Linked DNA regions of Mus musculus: region 2 is linked to region 1. A link is a contact called in public Hi-C data. All regions are on one chromosome and are shown on one strand. The core of a region is the stretch at or near the end of the contact, and the rest is flanking DNA. Distances in the headings are between cores, read along the strand shown. Region 1 overlaps Elf2 (E74-like factor 2). Region 2 has its middle 5.7 kb from the start of n-TPagg5.

Region 1 (3,844 bases), core at 649-3,148:
GTTGAAGCCTCTTCCAAACAAAATATCCTTCCAGTGGTAAAATGGTAAATATCTTAATGTATGAGTTCTAAATATTACTTAAGGTTAATAAATGGACTTACAAAGAGTGCTTTTAATATCTTGTCTCTTTGGTCTAAAAGGAATCTGGGAGTTTGTTTGGATCTTGTAATACTATATGGTGTTACACACTATCCATTAGTACACTAAATTTTCATCTTGACAGTTAACAGAAGTAACTACACATTCTAGCTTCTGGGTGTCTTGGTCCCAAGGATGGAGCCCTCCCTCCAAAATGGCTTACCCCTGCATTCCACCCCCAGGTCAAGGTCAAGCTAGTCTCCCCAATGTACTAGAGCACTTGAGATGTTTGTGGGCCTGATGCACTCACTCGCTCACCAGGGGCCAACAGTACTTTACCACAAGGCCTGACTCAGTTATGGGGGGACACAATCAAGTTACAGCATCAGAGGACTTGGAGTAACTGAATAGTTCAAGGCCATGTGGAGCGGAGATAGCTCAGTGGTCAGCACCAGGAAAAACAACTACTAGCAGGACATGGTAGTGTCCTGGGAGTGTAGAGGCAGGGTGGTCCGGAGTTCATGGCCATTCTCAACCACAAAGCAAGTTCAAGGCCAGCCTAGGATATTTGAAAGCCAAAATAAGAAAGAGATGGCTGTTCAACAGAGATTTGCAGTCAGTGGCTCAGCCATTAGTAATGTCTTTGTTTCTTGCCCCTTATCATCTTTGGCATGTTGGCTTTATCCTCCTTGTTTAACCTTTTTTTTTTTTAAATGATACACTTTGTAGCCCAGGCTGGCCTAGTGCTATGTAGCCCAAGATGACCTCAAATTTGCAGCAGTGCTCCTGCCTCAGTGTCCCAGGGCTAGGATGGCAGTGTGAGCCTCCACGCCCAGCTCTGCCCAGCCTGATTCTCCAAGCCCAGACTTGGTGCTTTTCTAGCTCCCCTTCCCAACATGCCAGTCCCCAGCCTCAGAGTAGACATTCCCCACCCAAGTAAGGTTTCCAATGCCTACTATGGGATTATTTGTTTGTTCTGATGCTTAACTCCCACCCAGTAAGAAAAGTAAAGATGAGGTGGGAGTGGAGATGCCATGGATATGTCTCAATGATAAAAAGGTCTTGACACTAGCAAAGAGACAAGTGGGCAGGATGCTATTGAATTTAAAGAAATCACAATGGTGTCATGAAATCCACTTTTATTTATTTTGGCTTTTTGGCGCACTAGCTTCCTGGAATCACAGCACTCTAGAGTCTGAGGCAGAAAGACGATGTGTTTTCTGACAACCTGGGCTACACAGCCAGAGGAGTGGAGGCAGGCACGCACAAGAACATACCATCAACAGGACTTGGGAGAATGGCCAGATGTGCATGATGTGTCTGAGATAATCTTACAGGTCCCTGGCAGAAGTAACGCACTGTACTACAGGGAATGAGTTTAATGCAGCACTTGGGAAGAGGTGTGATGTGGCAATTAGATAAAGTGAGCCAGTAAGAGTCAAAATCTAGTCTGGTCTGAGGTTTGGTAAGGAAAAAGCATGGGCACCTATCTGAAGAACAGCCTTCACGACGGAATCCCTTTAATAAAACATTCAGTAGAGCCTGCTTGTGCACGCGCACTAACTCCTCCCATCCCTTCTACACTGGTAAGCCCTACAGAGAAAACCTTGGTTGGAAGTCAAGCCAGACCGGAGGAGAGCCATTTAGGCTGAGAATAAGCCAGAGGCATGTCATGGGAAGCCAAGTTAACTTTGGGAAGCAAAACTAAGGCACAAGATTTGATGGGGAGGCGAGGGTGAAGGTAAGTGGGTGGAGACACGGCTCATGGGTTAGGGCTGCTCCTGCAGAGGTCTCGGGTTTGTTTGGTTCCCAGCGCCTACATGGCAGCTCCAAGTTTAACTCCAGTTTCAGGAGCGCCAACTCTCCTGGCCTCCATGAGCACCTCGTACACAACATCTGCAGGCACATCAAAGTAAATTAGGTGTAAAAATGTCGTGTGGAATGTTTGAGAAGACTAGGTAAAGGTGCTTGTGACTGAGTCTCATGACAGGAGAAGAACTGACTTCTGAACCTTGACCTTCATGCATGTACACGCTCTAACTTTGAAAACATTTTCAGAATTGTGTTTGTAAGCTAGGCCACTGGTGACCTTCAATGAGCACTGCAGGTTGGCTTCCCATTGAGGAAAAAAGTGGCCTGGTAGAAAATACTGAATGACTGTTAACTACTGGGCCAGGGAAAGAGACACTCTGATGGGTAGGAGGCACCTCTTTCCGAGACACAAGGATGGTTGCTGAAGTGAGATCCTCTGTAGCAAAGGGTCCAGCCTGGGGTCTCTGAAGCTGTACACGGCCATCTGGAGAGAATGCTGAAAAGTCACCTAAGGAGTAAACACAGACCGTTCATCACAGTGCAAAGGCCTGGAGAGGCTGGAAATGCATCAAGCCATGGTTTTGTGGCTTTTCTCCAAAAATGCTGGACACAAGATGGAAACATTATATTGACTTATCATTCAGGGGGTTGAAGTCCGAAAGCTGGAGTTACATTTGCAAATCTAGATTTTATATGTTTACCTGAAAACTTTTTCTGTTGCTTTTAGAAGAGAGTTCTAATCAGCTGAATGCAGAAGAAAGTATCTGCTTAAAAGTTAGCACCTTTAGCTGTTAACCAAAGTCTGTGTATGTTCTGCGTGGCTCAGGACGCAGAGAGAGCATGGACCTTTGCAAAGGAGTTTTAGGGACTTGACCAAAAGACAATCCTCAATACTTGACAATACTCAATTTTGAGAGATGAAGTATTTAAGAGGTAAATTTTGAGGGTAACTCCAAAAGTAGTAATCAAATCAACCTAGTTTTTTAAAGTATCGTTACCTAAGCTTGTGGAATGAGACCTGGAGAGACGGTTTAGCAGTGGAGTGGTGACCGCACTTTCAGAAGAGCAGGTTCAAAACGCCAAGCACAGCTCCCAACCATCTAGTGACCTGACCTCTCTCCAGCCTCCTCAGGCACCAGTACACAAGTGTACACAGCCACGCAGACAAAACACCCATACACAGAATTTTTAAAATCAGGTTAGTTTTTTTAAAAAAGGCTAGAAAAGGTAAAAATCTTTGCTGCTATAAATAGCATGTTAAAGATACAAAGGCCAAAAATATTCAGTGGTTCATCTACATTTCTAAAAAGATAGACGTCTACCATGTACAGGAGGACCTAACTATAACTGTGTGACACTTAAATTTGTGACTCTGGTCCTTCAGTCTTCACCTGTACAGTCACCTGTACAGGCCAGGCCACAGCTCTCTACCCATAAAAGGTGTGACGGGAAACAAACTGAACGGAAGCAACTCAGTACCTGGGAGGTGCTAGGCCAGACCCAGGGGCCAGGCCAGACCCAGGGGCCTGCACATGCCAGGCACGCCGCTACCACTAGTGCTGAAAGTGTTTCACATGTATAGGTCCATTATGATTGGCCAATTTCCTGACCTGTATTTCTTATGTGGTTATAGTTATAAAGGAAGTGGGAATGTGCAGAGAGTTGTCAAATATTTCTATAATGGGACAAAGACGAAACCGGAGTAGCATTTCTTCAGGCAGTCATTAAGAAAACACCAGACTTCTGTGGCCTGACTGAAACGACAGCCTGGGCTGGCTTGTGAGCATTGTGAAAAATATCACCAGAGACCAAAACCACAAGATAAATTTCACTTCTATATTTCAGAAAACCTACTTGAATACACTTTGAAACAAGAGTACAACAAAATAGAATATACTTCAAATGTTGAATATACAAACTATTATAGTTCAAATCTGAACACTGGTACTTCCCC
Region 2 (3,844 bases), core at 899-3,398, 110 kb after region 1:
TCATTGCTTAAGAACACTGACTGCTTGCTCTTCCAGAGGTCCTAAGTTCAATTCCCAGCAACCATGTGGTGGGTCACAACCATCTGCAATGGGGTCTGATGTCCTCTTCTGGTGTGTCTGAAGAGAGCAATGGTGTACCTATATACATAAAATAAATACATCATTAAAAAAGAGAGAGAGAGCCGGGCGTGGTGGCACACACCTTTAATCCCAGCACTCGGGAGGCAGAGGCAGGCAGATTTCTGAGTTCGAGGCCAGCCTGGTCTACAGAGTGAGTTCCAGGACAGCCAGGGCTATACAGAGAAACCCTGTCTTAAAAAACCGAGAGAGAGAAAGAGAGAAAGAGAGAGAGAGAGAGAGAGAGAGAGAGAGAGAGAGAGAGAGAGAGAGAGAATAGCTTACATCTGGGTCATATGGAGGCATTTTTCTCATTTCCCTCCTTCAGATAACTCTATCCTGTGTGTCAAGTTGGCATAAGTTTACACAGTAAGTCGCAGTGATAGCAATTGTCTCTCTCCAAGGGTAAACCCTGAGTGAACTTCTTCTCAGCAGGAGAATCTACTGGGGGTGGACACACTGCTGGTGCTCACCCTGCACGCCGCCATTGCAGAATTTCACCTGAGAGTGCAAAATGTCAAGACCGCCGTTTGTGAGTGGCCCCCTGGGAACCTAGAAAGTTCCGGCTCTGAGTCGACCTATAAATATCAAATTGTACTGACTACCTGGAAGTCTATGCTGAAATTACAGCAACTTTAAAGGAGCTAGAAAGATTAGAGGTTATTTGCTCAACCCGAAGGCCTTTCTTTCTTCAGCTTGGTGTGTGGCCTGTGAAGATGCCAGACAGCTCCTATAAAAGACTTCAGATGAAGAGAGCTAAGTAAGGTCGACCCCATCTACACCGCTGTGGCCAGCACTACTAAGTAAGGTAGTTACCATGTCTATGCCACTGTGCCCAGCACGGCTCTTATGCCAGAACAACAGATACAAGTAATGGCATCTCTCCATGTGGTGTTGGAACTTGCGAACACACCTATTTTCCTTCTTTCTCTTTTCTTTCTTCTTCCTCCTCCTCCTCTTCCTCCTTCTACTTCCTTCTCTTCCTTCTTCTTTTCCTTCTTCCTCCTCCTCTTCCTTCTTTTCCTTCTTCTACCTTCTTCCTCCTCCTCCTCTTCCTCCTTCTACTTCCTCCTCTTCCTTCTTCTTTTCCTTCTTCCTCCTCCTCTTCCTTCTTTTCCTTCTTCTACCTTCTTCTTCCTCCTCCTCCTCTTCCTCCTTCTACTTCCTCCTCTTCCTTCTTCTTTTCCTTCTTTCTCCTCCTCTTCCTTCTTTTCCTTCTTCTACCTTCTTTTCTCCTCCGTCTTTTTGTATTCTCTGAGTTGCTGAATCCCCAGGGGTTATTTAAATTCAAAGGAGTCTCTACCACTCATGCAAAATTACCTGCCACACTGTCTATTTGTCAAGGGAAGGTGGCTGGAGACCTTGCTTTCTCCTCCTGCTCTCTCCCCTAAGTGAAAAAGTTTCACAACACGTCTCTGAAAGACTTCGCGGTGTGCACCTCAGGGAAGCAGGATGGGCAGTCAGTCCACAAAAGGCAAGGGCGAGCTCCTCTGTGAAATTCTAGATCTTATACTCCAGTAAGAGGGGTATCAATATCACACCCAACAACTTAGTAAAAATGTACCACGTGCTGTAAGTGCTAAAATAGATAGATGGCTCAAGAGGCTCCTGAGTAAGCTAAGGTCCTTGCAAGATAACCTTAATGGCCGTGTCCCTTTGTGTTAGAAGTCACCAGATGTTCGGGGGACTATGGAAAAAAACAGCTTGAGCAAACAGTTCTAATAGCGTTTGGGTCCTAGCCATGGAAAGGGAAGGAAGCTGGCGCACAGTACTAAAACAGCAACTGCTGGATGAACGTGGAGCATTCCAACAGGAAGGGCCCAGCATCCCAGTGACAGCGAAAGCTGCATATCCAAATAAAGGCCACGTCTCTTTCTCCGGTAGCGCGAAATCAAACTTGCCAGAGGCGGCTCGCACTTTTTACAGCAATGTGGTGCGGTGTTTGCAAGTCCCGTCGCCAAGGCCGTGCAGGCTGTGTTGGCACCAGTGTTCTTTCAAGCTTCTAAGCCGCCCCCGGGTAAGTGAACCAAGCGCTAGGAGAGATAAAGTGCTAAGAGGGACACCATCTGTCTGCAGAAGGGGAGGACACCAAACGGGACTGGGTGGCGGTCGAAATGCAAATGAACACTGACACCGTGTGGCTGGAGAAAGGAAGCAAGAAAGCGAGAAAGCGTAGCCAGCGGACTGAGATAAGAGACAGCAGAGTGGAAAGTACCAGTTTCACTGGTAGTGAGATTTACCCTGTGACAATCCATATGGACAGTAGCGGGGCTGTATTCGGAGGTCTGACTTTATGGCTGGCCCAATGGGAAAAGAACCAGGTGGATGCTCTTTCCACCACTGTGGGGCAGCAGATCTTGGAGGACATATGTAACAGAGTTCAACAGGAATCAGTGGTTTTCTATGTGGCTGGCAGCCCATAGCTGGTTGAGGTTTGAAAATCGGGAAGCAGATGCCCTTACCAAGCTACAAGCCATCTGCCTCCAGAGATCACTGGAGGCTCTTATCTACAGTCTGGCCACAGTGATTTGGCACACACTGGAAAGTAGCTAGAGCTACCAACATTCCCATGAAATAGTCTGCTATTCTGCATGGTAACAATAAATGTGAGGCATGTTCCAAATTAAGACACGGAGAGACTATACAGGGTCCGTATATGTCAGTAAGGATACAAGTCGGTGCTCACCTGTGTGGACACTGCCGCAAGTCCATTGTCTCCAAGCCTTAATGCCCCAGTCTGCTAACCTGGGCCTAGTCTTGGAAGCCTCTACCCTCCATACAATATTATGTAGGCCTAGGATGTTTTCAGCCTCCGAAACTTGCTGCTGGCTAAGCACACCCTTTCTTCTTCCTTCTGAACTCTGGCTGGTTGGTTCAATCTAGCTCTTCTGACTCAAACTCCTCTCTCTCCAAGCTGTCTTCTCTCTCAGTCTCTGAATTGCTCTGCTGTGCCTCAAACTAACAGTAGCAATGTTCTAATATGGCTTCTTCTCATTTTCTGGCTCACTCTGTCTTTACCTGTCTCTGTACAACTGTCCTGGTAAAACTGTGTCTTAGTTAGAGTTTCCATTGCTGTGAATAGACACCATGACCAAGGCGAGTCTTATAAAAGCAAACATTTAATTGGGGCCGGCTTACAGGTTCAGAGGTCCAGTCCACTATCATCATAGCAGGAACTACGGCAGCATGCAGGAAGGCATGGTGCTAGAGAAGGAGCTGAGAGTTCTGCATCTTGACCAGAAGGCAACCAGGGGAGACTGGCCTCCAGGCAGCTAGGAGGATGGTCTCAAAGCCTACCCCACAGTGACTCACTTCCTTCAACAAGGCCACACCTACTCCAAAAAGTCCACATCTCTTAATAGTGTCACTCCCTGGACCAAGCGTATTCAAACCACCACAAACTGCCTCCTTCCTCTTTCTCTCGCTCTAGGCTGCTCCACTCTCCTTCTCAACTCTACTGTACCACTCTCTAGGAACGCTACTGTATTCCTGTGCTGAATGCTCCTCTTCCTCTCTCCTTGTGAGAGTTGGGAGTATCCTATCTGTCAGATCTTTCTCTGATTCGTCACTTTTTCTGCCACTCAATTAGACATCACTTTCAAACATGGGTGTTTCCTTCTACAGACGAACTTTACCTTCATTGTTTGGATTAAAGCTGAGAGCTATGGATGTGTTTATATTCCAGCCAGAGGGATTAAAGGTGTGTGCTAAGGGTTGAGCCACAACC

Evidence for each region. Hi-C and Micro-C count contacts between places; a contact is called where the count stands out from the background.
Region 2: a Hi-C map of liver shows a contact between it and region 1, with 2.0 times the contacts expected there. The contact joins two enhancer-like sites. A contact is called at or near these places in 1 of 15 datasets of contacts at CTCF or cohesin (large pre-B cells), 7 of 484 Hi-C or Micro-C datasets (the C10 cell line, the HPC-7 cell line, bone marrow-derived macrophages and 3 more), 17 of 115 datasets of contacts at active chromatin or transcription factors (the 230-238 cell line, the SCID.adh cell line, bone marrow-derived macrophages and 9 more) and 3 of 9 other capture datasets (adipose tissue, liver and pancreatic islet).

Annotation. Positions count from the first base shown.
Region 1 is chr3:51,251,518-51,255,361 of GRCm38.p6, forward strand. Elf2 (E74-like factor 2) reads right to left here. Exons shown (of 10, transcript NM_023502.2): 10 at 1,203-3,844. It overlaps Noct (nocturnin), which reads left to right. Exons shown (of 3, transcript NM_009834.2): 3 at 1-137. Among named protein-coding and RNA genes, the nearest start is that of 4930577N17Rik, 23 kb to the right of the region's middle. Within about 2 kb of position 1,899, at least 13 of the 459 cell types and tissues checked have an H3K27ac peak or open chromatin away from gene starts, as enhancers often do. A contact at or near this core is called in liver, where this site is marked.
Region 2 is chr3:51,363,188-51,367,031 of GRCm38.p6, forward strand. No RefSeq gene overlaps it. Among named protein-coding and RNA genes, the nearest start is that of n-TPagg5, 5.7 kb to the left of the region's middle. Within about 2 kb of position 2,149, at least 116 of the 459 cell types and tissues checked have an H3K27ac peak or open chromatin away from gene starts, as enhancers often do. A contact at or near this core is called in liver, where this site is marked.